3 separate regions of the Mus musculus genome follow, and all the other regions are linked to region 3. Evidence: chromatin contacts called from public promoter capture Hi-C data. All regions are on one chromosome and are shown on one strand. The core of a region is the stretch at or near the end of the contact, and the rest is flanking DNA. Distances in the headings are between cores, read along the strand shown. Region 1 holds the start of Ebna1bp2 (EBNA1 binding protein 2). Region 2 holds the start of Kif2c (kinesin family member 2C). Region 3 holds the start of 9930104L06Rik (RIKEN cDNA 9930104L06 gene).

Region 1 (2,804 bases), core at 267-2,766, 6.3 Mb before region 3:
GTCCCTGTCTCTCCAGTGCTGGGATTAAAGGCATCACTGCTTAGCTAATTATTTCTAACATATATACCTGACAAATTATTAGAATACAGGATATGTAAAATATGTCTATAACTAAATAAGAGAGATACCCCTTAGAACAAAATCTTACAAAAGTAACTGAAAAATTGGTAAAACTATTAACATAAAACTAGGGATATTCCAGGGGCTGGAGAGATGGCTCAGAGGTTAAGAGCACTGGCTGTTCTTCCAGAGGTCCTGAGTTCAATTCCCAGCAACCACATGGTGGCTCACAACCATCTGTAATGAGATCTGGTACCCTCTTCTGGCCTGCAGGTATACATTCAGGCAGAAAACTGTATACATAACTCTTTAAAATAAGTAAATAATCCGGGCAGTGGTGGCATACACCTTTAATCCCAGCACTTGGGAGGCAGAGGCAGGCAGATTTCTGAGTTCGAGGCCAGCCTGGTCTACAGAGTGAGTTCCAGGACAGTCAGGGCTACACAGAGAAACTCTGTCTCGAAAAACCAAAAAAAAAAAAAATGTTAAAAGGTTATTTGTCACTTAAGATAAAAATTTCAGCGTCTCCATCAGACATGGGTTCAATGAAGGTCATGTACTCTCAAAACCGTTAGACTCAAAAGAAGGTTCTGGTGAGGACAAACACAACTGCAGGAGAATACAAGAAAAACACTGTTTAAAGTAACTCTTCTCTGGAGTCATTGTGGAAAAGTACTTTTAAAACGTGTGTTATTTTACCTGTCATTTTGGCTACTTGTGTCACGTTAATCTATGATTAAGTAGTGTAAATGGCCATTTATTTTGTTTACATTTATAAAAATATGTGGATAACCCAGTTATCAAAAAAAAATCTTCCCAATCGTTGAGATTGTGCGGTTTTGTGTAGCACATGCCTTTAATGTATGTGTCAGAATGGAAAAGGTGGTTTCTTTTTTTCTTTTTTACCTGCAATGAATTTTTGCCATTTCTGATCTATATTGTACTTCACACAGTGATTTCCTGAAGGAAATATAATGATCTGTTCATCGAAGAAGAAGACATTGTTGGTCACGTGAGGCCGAAGACCAAAAACATGAAGCGCCTGAGCTACCACGGTGGACATGGTACCTGTCAAAAAGTATTGCAAAAGATGAAGAAAGAGGCAAGTAGGTGGGAGTGAAGCCGAGCAGCGCATCTCCCTTTCCTGCCCCGCCCCGCCCCGCCCATGGCCCCGGCCCGCCCCTCCCTGACCCCGCCTCGCCCCTCCATCGCCCCGCCCCTAGGCTCCTCTTCCTTTCCACCCCACCCCCGGGGCTCTTTCCGAGCCTTTCCTTCCTCTCCTGCACTCCCACCGCCCTCAGATCCTTAGGAGGACCCCAAAGAAACTATTTACCTCTTGCTTCACGGCTCTGGGTTACTAGACTACGTAGGGATCAGTAGGTGCTCTTCCTAAAGATCCGAAGCAATCCGGGCACGCCCAAACGCTAGAGCAGTTCCTATAGCAACGAGAAAACCGGAAGTGCGGCTATGAACCCGGAAGCGGAAGTCCCTGTTGAAAAGGCAGAGGCTTGTGGAGAATTTGTTGGCGGTGGTGCTGCTTGTGGGCACGTGGAGTGGCAGCCGAACCTCGCGGGGCGGAAGGCCGCGAGATGGACACCCCTCCGCTTTCAGAGTCGGACTCGGAGTCGGATGCGTGCCTGGCCTCAGATCAAGAGGTAGGCCGCAGCGGAGCTAGCGGGGCAGGGGCTGGGACGGGGACTTTATTTAGCTCTTTGGTACTGAGGCTCCCCGGTCTGTAGTTGCAGGATGCGTTTTCCCGCGGACTCCTGAAGCCAGGTCTCAATGTCGTGCTAGAGAAGCCGAAGAAGGCAGTGAATGACGTGGTGAGCTCGTGCGAGGGTCGGGGTCCTTGGAACAGGATGCGCACAAGCGCTGTGCCTCTTGGGAGACCGATTCTGGTGGGAAAGATGCACCCTGCGCTGCGGTCGTCATCCTGTGCGGATATTTGAGCATAGGACTTTGGGTTTCTGAGAGTCAAACTCGCGGTTCTCATGAGCGCCTTGTCTGACTTAACCTAGAGTGGCCTGAAACAGTGCTTGGCTGAATTCAGACGGGATCTGGAGTGGGTTGAAAGGCTCGATGTGACCCTGGGTCCAGTGCCAGAAGTCAGTGAGACTCAGCCAACACCTCAGAACCAGGACCAGAAGAAAGGCGTTAATCCAGAAGACGACTTCCAGAGGGAAATGAGTTTGTATGTTTGTTATGGGTCCTGCGATGGAGTTACAGGAAGGGGGTCTTAGTGTGTCTGCAACCTCAGAGGCACTGGGCGGGGTTAGCACGAGCGTGCGAGTGGATCTAGCGGGTTCCTCTGGTGGAAAGAATAGGTTCTTGGTCGCCGTTTAACCAGAACCCTGCTCGAGGGATGTTTCAGAATAATTCATTTGAAGCTTGTGTGGGTGCCTCCAATCATTAGAACACACTTTGCCTAGGGAATGTTATGAGTGCTCTTTCTGTAATGATTGGGAAACAGTTCATAGTCTGCGCAGTATTTAATAAGCTCGTTGTTTTAAACTGACTTGCTCTTGGAAGTATTTTCCCCTCGTAAATAAACATAAAGTGAGATTTCAGTTATATGTGCAATCAGTGGAGTTTTAGTTGGTGTGTCTGTCTTATCTTGCCAGTGCTGGTGGGATGTGATAGCTCTGAGGTTAGGTAACTTCTGAGAGGCAGTAAGAAGACATGAGCGCCCTTCCCCTCCCCTCATTACACCCTGTCCTGTAATGTCAGCTACCGGCAGGCCCAGG
Region 2 (3,204 bases), core at 504-3,003, 7.8 Mb before region 3:
TTTTGTTTGTTTGTTTGTTTGTTTTTTCGAGACAGGGTTTCTCTGTGTAGCCCTGGCTGTCCTGGAGCTCACTTTGTAGACCAGGCTGGCCTCGAACTCAGAAATCCGCCTGCCTCTGCCTCCCGAGTGCTGAGATTAAAGGCGTGCGCCACCACGCCCGGCTTTGTTTTGTTTTTCAAGACAGGGTTTCTCTGTATAGCCCTGGCTGTCCTGAAACTTACTTTGTAGACCAGGCTGGCCTCGAACTCAGAAATCCGCCTGCCTCTGCCTCCCGAGTGCTGGGATTAAAGGCATGAGCCACCATGCCCGGCTCCGGAAGGGAAAATTTAATTCTCTTTTAAAAAATACAAACAGCCAGGCAGTGGTGGCCCTTGCCTTTAATCCCAATACATCAGGGATAGAGGCCTGAGGAGTTCTGTGAGTGAGGACAGCCTGGTCTACAACGTGAGTTCCAGGACAGACAGGGCTACACAGAGAAACCCTGTTGTCAAAGTGTAATTCCACTTCCAGAGGATTTCACAAAACACCAATGAACATAAAATAAAATAATAAATTTAAAAAGCAACAAACAAACAAAACACCAAAGAACTAGGCCTGTGATGGTGCATGCCTTTAATCCTAGCACTTGCAAAGTACAGTAGGTGGATCTCTGTGAGTTCGAGGTCAGCCTGATCTACAAAGCAAGTCCAGGTCCAAGGCCCTGTTACAGAGAAACTGTCTCAAAAAATAAAACAAAACACAAATGCTAGTTAGTAATTCTAGTGGGGTTCACCCTTAGACCATTCCACAGTGGAAGTGAACAGGGAATGGGCCTTAAACCCCAGCTCCATAGGATAAAATTGCATCACCGCTCCAACAGAATGAAGATTCATTTGAGCAAGTAAGTTACTACATTCCTTGGAGGAGCTATTCCTGAACACATCAGTAAAGAGCTGGACCGCTGGAGTTCCCTGGTCCATTTTTGGCAGTGGTTGGCTAGTCCATGAATGACCCGTTATTAGACCTGTAGAAATTGCTTAATAAAGACAGATGGTTGAGCCGGGCAGTGGTGGTGCAACGCCTTTAATCCCAGCCCTTGGGAGGCAGAGGCAGGGGATTTGTGAGTTCGAGGCCTGGTCTACAGGAGTTCCAGGACTACACAGAGAAACCCTTCCTTGAAAAACCAAAACAAACGCCAAAAAAAAAAAAAAAAAAAAAAAAAAGCCGGGCGTGGTAGTGCATGACCTTTAATCCCAGCACTCAGGAGGCCGAGGAAGCCGCGGGTCCAACAAAGCAAAACAGGTTCAGAGGAAATGCATCCAATCGCTATAACCTAGCTAGGCGCACCAATAACCGCAGACGTGCTCCGCCCACACTCAGAAAGCAGGCAAGGGACCCACAACCAAAGTAGCGTTTTCCTCCTGTGTAGGGGACACCGACTGCCAGTGTAGTGACATGGACCCCCTCAGTGTGGAATAAGGGAAAGTATCCCAAAGCTTTGCCACACGGAGATTCAGATAACCATCTTGGCAGTCTCACCGCTCTTGGGTCGTCCCCTTGGCCTCAAGACCCTGCCCTCACCATTGCTGCGTTGAATGTTGATGGAGAGACCAGGAAACAGGCGTGCGTGAAGCGACTCCATGGACTCAGGAACAACAACAGGCAACACAAATGAAAGAAGCTTGGAAACCACGACTCTGCTAATACTGCGCTGTGTTAACAACGCCTAAACCGCTGCAGTTTAAATCCCGCGCGCCAGCCTCCCTACAACGTCACCAGTGCGACGCACCGCAGAGCAATGTGGGATATGTAGTCTTGGTCTCCGACTTCCGGCGCGTGGCCGGGCTCCCGAGCTCTGAGACTGATGGGAAGGGTTTTTGGTTGGTTGGTTGGTTGTTTGGTTTTTTCGTTTGTTTGTTTTGTTTTGTTTTTCTAGCTCTTGCTGTCCTGGAACTCACTCTGTAAACCAGGCTGGCCTCGAACTCAGAAATCCGCTTGCCTCTGCCTCCCGAGTGCTGGGATTAAAGGCGTGCGCCACCACGCCCAGCTGATGGGAAGGTTTTATGGCTTCTGGCCTTACCCTCCCGCTACCAGGTCGAACTTCTGCCTTTATGTAAGACTAGGAAACTTATGTATAATGTTTCAGTGAGGGCCTTGTGATTCTACAGACAGGGGTTCAAATCCTGGTTTCTTGATGATTGCTTTCTCTTTGAAATGTATACAATATTTCGAAGACACCAATTAAAAATAGTCACATGCTAGTGCTAGACATAGTGCTAGATTGGGATAGTGGAATAAACAAGACGAATGGTTCCTGTCCGTGAAACTTTTTTTTTTTTTTTTTTCCTATTAGGAACACGGGGGAAGTCATACGGTGGTGACTCGAGCCTTTAATCCTACCACTAGAGAGAGGCAAATTTGACTTCGAAGTCAGTCTGGTCTACAGCCTGAGTTCCAGAATAGCCAAGATTACACAGGGAAACCCTTTCTAGAAAAACAAAACAAAACAGAACACAAGAGAAGCGGGGTATGGTAGATCATGCCTATAATCCTAGCTCCCTGTAGATGAAGAAAAGAGAATAATTTCAAAGCCAACCTTAGCTAAGCAGCATGTTTGAGGCCAGAGTGGGCTGTGTGAAACTGTCTCAAACAAACAAACAAACAAACAAAAAAAGATGCTGGCAATGAAAAGCAGCCTACAATGCCTAAATGCTGGAATTAGCATGAATCACCATACCTGATTTTTGTCATTATTTATAATGTCTTTTTGTTTCGTAGTACTAGGTATTAACTCCAGGACTTTGTGCATGTGCCACTACTGTCCGGCTTCTAGGGGAACGTTCTTACACTGAACCACATCATTACTGCCCCAGTATGCAGACCTATGCAGACCAAGAACCCCCACCGCCCCGCGGAGGATATGTATAGTGTAAATGGTGTCTAGCCCTTGGTCTATCCAACCTTGACAAGCCTGAAGACCTGAGTTTGATCTTCTGGACCTACATGGTAGGAGAATGAACTCCCCAAAGCCTCCACAAATGTGCCATGGCATGCACCACATACACACACACACATACTAAATAAACAAGTTAAATGTAGTTACATTAAAAACAAGAATAGTGCCAGGCTTGGTGGCACATGCCTTTAATCCCAGCACTCGGGAGGCAGAGGCAGGCAGATTTCTGAGTTCGAGGCCAGCCTGGTCTACAAAGTGAGTTCCAGGAC
Region 3 (2,930 bases), core at 29-2,528:
CAGTGGGGCTGAGCAGTAGGGTCTCCCCAAAAGATGGATGTGTTCTCCCAAAACACTCCCCCTGGATACAGAGATGCTGAGAAGACATGATGCGTCCTGCTCTTACAGTCCTCTCCCTCCGCTGTTAAGCTGCAGGACAACTCTTACTGTCCTACTGAGCGACTGCATCCCTGCCTATTGGCAGGTAGGCTAGCATAGGTTAGGTCATGTCAGTGCGGAACAGCCTCCCCCAACCCCTGAAAAACCTTCAATTATCAGCTCACTTTGTACTATAGATTTGAGATCTCGGCCTCGCCCCTCTTCCTTCAGGCCTCCATCATTCTATTTCTGGTATATCTCTTCTAAAGCTCTCCCATTCAAACGTGAAGGTGAGATGCACTGTCCTAATAGCGCTCATCTGAAGGGTAATTCATGCCTACTTCTTTCCTATGGGCCCACCATTCTTTTATAAGTTATGACAGATGGCAATTTCCTACCGGTGGTTATTTTAGACCTTATTAAGAAGGGGACATCTGAATGAGTCCCTACAATAAGCTTTCAAGATAAGCACTCGTTGGTCACGGGGAAAACGCTAGCAGCTCTTACCGAAGTAGTCAAGCCACTTCATCCCTTGCAGCGCCTTGGGGAGCCGAAGGATCTCGATGTTGTACAGATTTTCCACCTCCTTGAGGAGGGTCTGTCTGTCGGACTCAATTTGCTTGGTTCGAACTTGCACTGCAAAGAGGTGAAAGCGGACGGATCCCGCGTCAGGTGTGCGAAGCCGTCGCATCCGCGTCCCAACCCACCCAAAACCCACGATCACGCGAATCCACCCCTTACCCTCGCGGTCGAAGTCCTTCAGGAAGGAGGCGAGCTTCCGGCTCCGCAGCGTGTTGGTCCTGGTTCCGCGGCTGCTGCGTTTCTTGGGAGCCATGGCGCCTGGCTGCGTCGAGCGAGGGGCCAAGCAGCCGGCTCCGCGACTGAGACGGGGAGAGGGTGTGAGCGGTCGGAGAGCTGAGAAAGTTCAGTCGTTGGAGTCTAGGTTTCCAGAACTCTGCCGAAACCTACCTGCAGGTCCCAAAACACAGTCTGAGGAACCCTCACAGCTCCAACTAAGGGACGGGCGGCTCCTCGGTTAACCGCCACCCAATTCAAACTCAACGGGCACAGCCTAGCCAATAGCAAATCGCCGTCTTAGGACGGTTCTCACCACGCCCAATCACAATAAAGCTTCTTCTCCTTCCGCCAGCCAATCCTCATGGAGGACTTCAATGCCCAGATGTCATTGCGGCACACGCCATCTTTTCGCGACTCCAGAGTCGTGCTAACTGGAAGTAGAGTGGTGAGTTCGTTCTTGTGAATAAGCGCGGTGTAGTTTTTGATGTACTCAGCGTTGACATCGCAGGATTTACGTTTTCCTGTTGATTTAGGGCTGGAAATCTTAAAGAGAGGCGACAAGACTGACTCCAGAAGCACAGGTCCCGGAACAGACAGACCCCAGAGACTCGCAGTCTAAAGCAGATTGCCCTGTCGTGAAGAAACCCCTTCGGAAGACCCGAAGCAACGGTCTTCCTGCAGAGAGAAGGTAAGAGGACCGCCAGAATCAATATTCTTGAGTGTCCGCGGTTACAAGACAGAGACACAGCTCCACTCTGCAGCGTGGGGAGTTGCCCTAGCCTTTTAAGGACTTGAGCTCAGTTGATGGCCCTGACGCTGAAAAGAACTCAGCACTAGCTGAGCTCAGTTGATGGCCCTGACGCTGAAAAGAACTCAGCACTAGCTGATTTATGAAGCAGAGTTACATGAACATATTTGCTACGGGGCCTCACCATATAACGCTGGCTATCTTGGAAGTCTCTGTGTATACTAGTTTGGCCTCGAACTCACAGAGATCTGCTTGTTTCTGTCTTTCCAGTGCTAGGATTAAAGATGCATTCGACAACTCCCAGCCTATGGCTGTTTTAAATACAGGCATAAGCACAAGAATTAAGAGAGAGAGGCAGGCACCTAGGCATAAAAGACACTTGCATGCTCCTCAGAGAATCTCAGAAAGTTAGACATAGCCACGTGGGTATGAGATTCTCTAGGGAGATCAGCAGTTGATTTTCTTTCTTTTCCCCCAGTTTCTTGAGACCAGGCTGGCCTCAAACCCAAAACCCGGCTCTGCTTCCAGAGGGCTGGAATTAAAGTCATGTTACATTAGCCACAATTACTTATTTTGGTGGCTTTCAGTTTACATCTCAAAAGGGTTTCTAAAAACCCTTGTGACTCCCTTCAAACAAGAAGTTGTTTGATAAGAGAAGTAAGTGAGGTGGCTTTCAAGATTCTTTGATGGTATTAAATCCTACAGATGTAAATGGGGTAGTGTGTGTCCTTTCTCTGTAAATGGGATTCCTGGTGAGATTTCTAGAACATGGAAGATTTACAGCAGGAAGGAAGAAAGGCTGTTCACAGTTGGTAAGTGTACTTGCAGGAATTCTTCCTTCATTGTTGGCTGAAGGTGTCAGCCCACTTCCAGGACTAGGAGTTCTTGTTTGTGTCCCCCAAAGTCTCCCTACCTTTCATTATTGCCTTGGGACTATTTGAAGACCAACAGCTGGTCTTCTCCTGAGGTCGGAAATGACGCAGCCTTGATGCAGGCCCTCCCTTCTGGTACCCTGACTCCCTTTTGTTTTGTTTATTTTTTCCCAGAAAATGGCTCATGACCAGCCTCTGCTGGTTGTGCAGGAGGCCCTGAGGAAGTGCTTCCCTGTGGTGGAGGAACAGCAGAACCTGTGGCAGAGCACCCTGCAGGACTGCTCGCCCCTCCTGTCCTCTCTCAGTAACCTGGCTGAGCAGCTGCAAGCCGCACAGAGTCTGCGCTTTGAGGATGTGCCAGCCCTGCGTCCCTTTCCAGACTTACAGGAGCGGTTGAGGCGCAAGCAGCTGGAGGCTGGTGACGTTGTTCTGGA

The links. Promoter capture Hi-C pulls out the DNA fragments that hold promoters and counts their contacts.
Region 1: a contact with region 3 is called in a promoter capture Hi-C map of pre-B cells, with 2.9 times the contacts expected there. The contact joins the promoter of Ebna1bp2 here to the promoter of 9930104L06Rik in region 3. A contact is called at or near these places in 1 of 39 promoter capture datasets (pre-B cells) and 1 of 484 Hi-C or Micro-C datasets (CD4 T cells).
Region 2: a contact with region 3 is called in a promoter capture Hi-C map of pre-B cells, with 8 times the contacts expected there. The contact joins the promoter of Kif2c here to the promoter of 9930104L06Rik in region 3. A contact is called at or near these places in 2 of 39 promoter capture datasets (liver and pre-B cells) and 1 of 9 other capture datasets (liver).

Annotation. Positions count from the first base shown.
Region 1 is chr4:118,619,283-118,622,086 of GRCm38.p6, forward strand. Ebna1bp2 (EBNA1 binding protein 2) reads left to right here and starts at 1,517. Exons shown (of 9, transcript NM_026932.4): 1 at 1,517-1,715; 2 at 1,800-1,883; 3 at 2,079-2,251; 4 at 2,788-2,804. The coding sequence starts at 1,650. Cfap57 (cilia and flagella associated protein 57) reads right to left here and starts at 1,503. Exons shown (of 23, transcript NM_026789.5): 1 at 1,394-1,503; 2 at 967-1,128. The coding sequence starts at 1,123.
Region 2 is chr4:117,180,871-117,184,074 of GRCm38.p6, forward strand. It overlaps Kif2c (kinesin family member 2C), which reads right to left and starts at 1,754. Exons shown (of 20, transcript NM_134471.4): 1 at 1,561-1,754. The coding sequence starts at 1,621.
Region 3 is chr4:124,935,770-124,938,699 of GRCm38.p6, forward strand. It overlaps 9930104L06Rik (RIKEN cDNA 9930104L06 gene), which reads left to right and starts at 1,279. Exons shown (of 5, transcript NM_177573.3): 1 at 1,279-1,564; 2 at 2,671-2,930. The coding sequence starts at 2,674. Cdca8 (cell division cycle associated 8) reads right to left here and starts at 1,148. Exons shown (of 10, transcript NM_026560.4): 1 at 820-1,148; 2 at 586-714. The coding sequence starts at 913.